Linked DNA regions of Sus scrofa: region 2 is linked to region 1. The links are chromatin contacts, called in public Hi-C maps. All regions are on one chromosome and are shown on one strand. Each heading gives the region's core, a stretch centred on a gene start, on an enhancer-like site or on the middle of the called end of the contact. The rest is flanking DNA. Distances are from core to core; before and after follow the strand shown.

Region 1 (3,689 bases), core at 558-3,057:
ACACACACACACATCATTCCAGAAGTATAAAGTGACCAAATTACAATGGGACACCCCTTCCGCATCACCCCTCTAGAAAACCCCCTTCATATCCCAGGACAAAGTCTCCTATCTGGAATCACCCTCCTCTTGTTATTAGTCCAATCAGGCATATGTTTAGAGGAAAGTGCCTCCTCCAAGCTGACCTCCAGGGATACCTGTGCCTCGCGCCCTGAGCCCACCCCTGTAAGCCATTCTGCTATTTCCCTGCATGTAGCTTGGACCACCTCAGTTCACTTAGCATTCCTCAGCCCAAGCCTGGAGGGTCCTCCTGGTGCTCTTGGCCCTCCATCTGGATCCCCAAAATTTGCCCCCACACACCCTGGTCCTGAGCTGGCCAATATACCCAGGGACAGCAGCCAAGAGGGATCAGAGCTCTCCAAACTGGCCAACTGATTCTTTGTAATGGCGGGGAGGGGTGAGAAGACAGGGCCAGGGTGAAGCCAGGCCAAGCGGTCAAGTGGCACAGGCCATACACACACACACACACACACACACACACACACACCCATTTGTTCATTCTTCAAATGTTCATCGAGTGCCTGCTGTGTGCCAGGTGCTGTTCTGGACACTGGAGATGCAGCAGAGAACAAGCCAGAAAAAAAAAAGCCCTCATGGGGCCCACATCAATGGGGGAAATACACACAGTAAACAGCTATAAAGATATATAGCCTATAGAGCTTGTTGAGTGGTACGTGTTGTGGGAATAGAATAGAAAGAGGCCAAGGAGATGAGGGGTAATGGGGTAGGGGCCAGGTCAAGAAAGGCTACCCTGAGGAAGGGGTGACATTTGAACATAGACTTATAGGAGATGAAGGAGAAACCAAGCCACATCTTCTTCTGGAGGAAGGAGTTCCAGGTGGAGAGGGAACGGCCAGTGCAAAGGCCCTGAGGCAGGACATTTCTGGAATATCTGAGAAGCATCAAGGAGACCAATACGATGGAGGGGGGAAGGAGCAGCATGGAAGAACCGAGTTTCAAATTTTTGCTCCCCAACTTCTTGCTGGATGTCTTTGGCTAAATGGTCACACCCCTCTGAGCTTCGGTTTCTTTCTCTGTAAAATGGACCTGAAAATGTGCCTTGTGTAGCTATTACGAGATTCTGAGATGAGATGTGCAATGTCCTGGCCCAGGGCCTGAGGCCGAGTAGAGGCTGGATAAGCATGTACATGTGGGTACAGCAGGTTTATCACCACACAGACCTGGGGTGGGGAAGCTAGGTTAAGGGACCCTGACAGACCCAGTTGCCCTGTAGGTCACCAGGGCTCATAGGCCGGGCGCCCGCCGGGCCCCATGGCAACACTGCACACAGAGACATCAAACAGGCCCTGCCGAGGAAGTCCCACGTCACTGTGGTTAGGGTGGCTCCTCCCAGCCCAGCCCCCGGCTGGCGCTGTGCTCTTCCTTGCCAGTCAGGGCCCCTGCCTCCCATCACCCTGGTGACATGCTGTGTTATGGACTGAGCAGAGATCCCACCACCTGCCTCCTCGGGAGGGCACCAGCCACTCCCCACATCCCGCAAAGGACATTATGCGGTAGCCCCAGTTCACTGCCACTAACTCTTTCATTTCACTGCCCCAAACTGGGGCTGGGAGCACCAGGAAAGCCCTTGCCTACCCACCTACCGTTCAGAAGGACCTAGAGGTTCTAGGGGATCAGTGGGGACCCCCAGTCAGGTGCCTGAAATCCCCAGGGCAGGGTCTGTCCAGGTGTTGCTCCTGGGCACTGGTGGGGTGAGTCAGATAGGAATAGCCCCCAGGCCTGGCCCAGCCCCCACCTGGGGACTGACTCACCACCCACCCAGAACCGGATGACATCAGAGCCTGGCCGGCCACCCTCACTTGGCACTGGGCCAGAATGGGGGCGCCCAAGAGGTGTCACATCTGGCTGCCCTCTCCCCTCTGATCGGGACCCGGCAGGCGCAGGGTTAAGGAGGGGCCCTCCTGGGGGTCTCCCCCCAATCCCATCTCCCCCTTTTCTCGGGGATTTCGGGCCCCAGCCCCTCTGACGTCACTGGGGGTTGCTATGGCAACTGGCCGAAGTTCCCAAATAAAATTACCGCGGGCGGGTTAAGTTTCCTAGGAGGCAGCCGACGGGTAAACAATGGCGGTGGCAGGCGGGGCCGGCGAGGGGCAGTCTCCCCCTCCCACCCCTCAGTCTGCTGGGACCCGGGGGTCCCCAGGGCGAGGAACTTGGTCCCCTCCACGCCCGGCCCCGAGAGCTCGTGAGCAACAGGGGACCTGGTGCGCAGATGGGGGACAGCGAGGCCACCGCCGAGATTGGGGGAGCCATGGGGGTGAGGGGGACCTCAGAAGGGAGGCTGGGTTGGCGGAGAACAAAGGGGGGACCTGAGGCCTGGGATCCTCCTTCTGCACACCCTGCCTCCCCCGCCCCGCCCCCGGCCGGCCGCCAGTCCAGCTGTGGCTGCTCCCAGCTGCCTGGCTCCCCACATCTGGCGGGCCGCGCACTCACTTCCTGTCGCCCCGGCTGCCTGGAGGGAGGTAAAAATAACCCTCCCCCTCCCCCTGCCGGCGGGAGCAGACGGCGGATCCTCCCGGCTTGGAGGAGGGAGAGGTCGAGCCGCCTCCTGGGAGAGGAGCACCCCCTCCCGCCGCCGCCCCCCCCCCAGGCAGACTCCCGTCCCGCCCACTGCCTCGGTGTCCTGGGAGGAGGGGCGCAAGTGGGGTGGTACAGATCCCAGGCTGCAAGGGGGGATGCTGGGGAATCTACTGCATTAGGAAGGGCTTTACCTGGGCCACCAGAAACCAAGGGAACCCTGGCGTCCAAGTTCCGCCGTGGAGGGAGTGGGGTGCCAGCTCTAATGTCTAGTGAACTGTAACCAACATGCCTAGGTTCCAATGGGGGTTTGTCACTCACTAACTATAAACAAGACACCAAAACAAAGCAAAACCAAAAAAACCCTCTCTGGGTCTCAGTTTACCTATCTGTAGAATAGAGATAATAGTAGTAGCCACTTCAAAGTATGTTTGCTCCATCATTTTATCTATTATCATTTTCCCATCCCAAGCCCCCCCCCCACACACACATCCTGGAGACCCTCAAGTACTGCCAGTTAAAAATACAGAACATTCCGAGTAGCCCTCATGGCCAGCTGAAATGAATAGGACTAGGAACCATGAGGTTGAAGGTTTGATCCTTGGCCTCACTCAGCTCCGTGGATCCCACGTGCGTTGTGGTGAGCTGTGGTGTGAGTCACAGACACAGCTCGGATCCTGTGTTGCTGTGGCTGTGGCTGGCAGCTGTAGCTCCAATTAGACTCCTAGCCTGGGAACCTCCATATACAGCGGGTGCGGCCCTAAAAAGCAAGAAAAAAAAAAAAATACAGAACACTCAGTTAAATTTGATTTTCAGATAAACAATGAATCATTTAGTATCAGTATGTCCCAAGCAATATTTGGGACATAATTTTACTAAAGGAAAAGAAAATTTTTTTAACTTGCTCTAGATCTGAAAATCAAATTTAACTGGGTCTCCTGTATTTTTATTTGCTAAATCTGGCAACTAACTGTATTTCTGAACCACCATCATTTCTAGCCTGAAAACACTCCAACAGTCTGGTCTCCCTGATCGCCTAGCTTCCGGCCTTACTCTTTCCATCCATTCTCCAGATGGAAATCCATTAAATCCAA
Region 2 (3,171 bases), core at 650-3,149, 920 kb before region 1:
GAACCTCTATATGCCGCGGGTGCAGCCCTAAAAATACAAAAGACAAAAAAAAAAAAAAAAAAAAAAGGAAATGTTTTGAGGGACACCAAGGCTCAGCCTTACGAATACACACTACCTCACCGATAACACACACATCAGACCCTTTGGCAGATCAGGCAGATGTAAGCAAACAGACATATTCACAGACATGGTCTAGCCAGACAGTCACACCCAGCACAGAGAAGCATGGACAGGCCACAGTCGGACATTCATAAACACATTGGACAGAGACACCCTAACAGAACCTGCTGGCATGCATGCATGTGTGTACACCACACACACACACCCCAGCCACAGAGCCCACAGACACACATGGGCCAGCCACAGACCCCACACTCACACACACACCTCAAACAGGCAAGCCCTAAACCTCACATACACAGACACACACCAGACACAAACAGGTTAGCCATATGAACTCCAAAACAACCTATACTTGTGCATCTAGGCCAGCCACATGCAACCTATTCCATAGATCATACACACACACAAACACACACACCTTCCCCCCCTCACCCCCACCCAAACCAGACAGGCCCTACACACCCCTGTGGGGCTGGGCCAACAAACAGACACATACCCTGAGAAGATGCCTCACACACACTATCACAGGCCCTGACAGGCCAGCCACACACAAACCCACAGCCAACCAGACACACATGCGCCCTTGGACCTTGCTTAGGTGCTGTGAGGCTCTGGGCTTCCCAGCCCATATCTCTAACCCCACCCAGAAATCCTGGTGCTTCCTCTCTCCAACATTGTCACCCCCCACACTGTTTGTCACTTCCCCTAGGAGGCCCAGTTCAACAGCCTCAGGCTTTCATAGGGTGTGGGCCTATTTTCTCAGCACATCCCCTGAAAATGAGGTACCCAGGATCTCAGCCAGGCTCAGGCCCCCCAAGACTTCACCAGCAGCATGGAGGGGGGGTGACAGAAACAGCTTTGTGGGAAACTCCCCTCGTGCCCAGCTGAGTCAGCCTGAGGAGACAAACTCTCCTCTCCTTCCTGCTTCCAAGAAAACTGAGCAGCTTCCTCTCCAGGAGAGGGGTGAGGGACCCCCCAAACCACAGAGATTGGGTAGGGAAGCTGCTGGCAAGCCAGGGTTCCTGGGGGGAGGGCCTCCGTGATTCTCAGCCTTTTCCTGCCAGCTGCCTGTCCACACCCAGGGGCAGGGACGAGGGAGTCTGGGTGCTGTGACTTGCGGGTTCTCGCCCTGGCCTGCCCACTGGCTGACTCACCAGCAGCCCCCAGCCCAGTTTTCTATTAAGGGCCCTGCCAGCCAGTGGAGCCGGCTGTGTGTGTGGGGGGGGGGGTGGGGGGGTGTCACCAGGCTATTTATAAGAAGGAGAAGTCCCTCCTGCCAAGGCCAAAAGCCCCAGAGAGACCTGTGGGTGGGGGTGGGAGAACTTCCTCCTTATCCAGTCCCCTAGGCCCCCGGGCCCTGGGCATGAGGGAAGCCTGGACACAGACTCCTTGGGCAGATGCTGGTCTGGAACCCAGGGCCTGGGCAGTCCCCAGCTGCTAGTCTGGGCACCCAGGGCTGATGGAGGAGGGGGCTCTCCTCTCTGGGCCAGCCTTGGCGCCAGTGGGACGGCGTGAGGGGGTGGTGCCCAGGCCACAAGGGTGAGACTGGCAGGGGCCTGGAACCGGCTGTACCAGCTCAGCTGGGCCCCCGCCCTCCCTCACTGGCCCATCCCCACCCCCTGCTCAAACACCCGTGCAGAGTGCAGAGAGTGACCCGACCCCACTCCAACATGCCGGCCTGCCCCCAAACACACTAGCACCCCTCTGCCCTGTGCCCAACCCTGTTTGTCTAAAGGATAAAGGAGACCTTTTTTTTTTCTCTTTCTTTTTCGGGACCCAGGTGTGGCATATGGACGTTCCCAGGCTAGGGGTCGAATCAGAGCTACAACTGCCGGCCGGCCTACACCACAGTCACAGCGATGCCGGCTCCGAGCCACTTCTGCGACCTACGCTACAGCACAGGGCAACTCTGGACATCCTCATGGATACTAGTCGGGTTCTTTTCTGCTAAGTCTCTATAGGAATTCCAGGAGACTCTTCTTGAAAGGGCCTGCAGAACTTGACAAACAGCTGGCACTGCATAAATGCCTCTCTAGTTGTGATTATCCACACAAAAAGAGCTGAAATTCTGGAGTCAGACATCTCAAGTTCTAGATCAATTCCAGTGCTTATAGCTATGTGACATGGGGCAAAGTTCCTTACCTTTCTGTTCCTAAGTTTTTTAGTCTGTTAAATGGGGATACAAAGAGCATGCATTTCGCTGGATTGTTGGAAACAGGCAATGAGTTATTCCATGTAAACCACTTAGAAGAGTGCCTGGCCCATGGTAAGAGCCATATAAGTGTTAGCTATTAAAATAATAATTATTATTTCTCAGTCTGTTGGCCTGTCTCAAGAGTCTCTGAGTTTGCATGACTCTAATCTTGCATCTCTCCCTGCCCTGACCCCCACCCCCATACATCCACTTTTCCTTGCTCAGGCCTTGCCCTCCATCTCTACGCTCATGGGCCAGTCTTGCCTCTCTCCAAGGCTCCCCTGGCACAGCCAGCTTCAGCACTGGTCAGGGATGACTCACTGTGTACTCCTAGCCTGTGGGACCTGCAGGTTAGCCTCCTGAGATGCTGCCCTCCAACCAGACCTGCCCAGCCCCCCAACACTACCCCGTTGCGCCCCCGCAGGGCCCAGCCAGATGTCAGCTGCAGTTATTAGCATGGGCGGGAGACACAGGCCTGGCAGCATGCCTGCCAGACTCAGCGGCCACTGGAATCTCCCTTGAGCCTGGGGAGGGGGAGGGGAGCAGTTCAAGCAAAGGAGGAGGGGAGGGGGTACCCAGAGGTCACAAGGACCCTCCAAAGATGGGGACACCCCCAGCTTCTCATGGGACCTTCCTCCCCAACACCACCACCGGCTCTGCTGGACTTCCCCCTGCCCCCACATAGCTCAGTTTCTCTTTCGCCTCTTTCGTTTTCCTTCTCTCCTCCACACTTGGTGAGCTGTGTCTGCCCTACAAAGGCTGGCTATCTCCTCTCCCTCAGCCTAAGTCTACCCTAAAGAAACTTCCATGTTTCCAAAAGATAGACATGTCTCTTTCAAGACAGAGAGGAGACA

The links. A called contact is a pair of places that touch in the nucleus more often than the background predicts.
Region 2: a Hi-C map of skeletal muscle shows a contact between it and region 1, with 3 times the contacts expected there. The contact joins the promoter of JUNB here to the enhancer-like site in region 1. A contact is called at or near these places in 6 of 47 Hi-C or Micro-C datasets (embryonic fibroblasts, heart right ventricle, liver and 3 more) and 1 of 2 datasets of contacts at active chromatin or transcription factors (alveolar macrophages).

Annotation. Positions count from the first base shown.
Region 1 is chr2:65,297,604-65,301,292 of Sscrofa11.1, reverse strand. No RefSeq gene overlaps it. Among named protein-coding and RNA genes, the nearest start is that of MIR23A, 8.7 kb to the left of the region's middle. Within about 2 kb of position 1,807, at least 66 of the 83 cell types and tissues checked have an H3K27ac peak or open chromatin away from gene starts, as enhancers often do. A contact at or near this core is called in alveolar macrophages, embryonic fibroblasts, liver and 3 more, where this site is marked.
Region 2 is chr2:66,218,163-66,221,333 of Sscrofa11.1, reverse strand. It overlaps JUNB (transcription factor jun-B), which reads left to right and starts at 1,899. Exons shown (of 1, transcript XM_005674483.3): 1 at 1,899-3,171.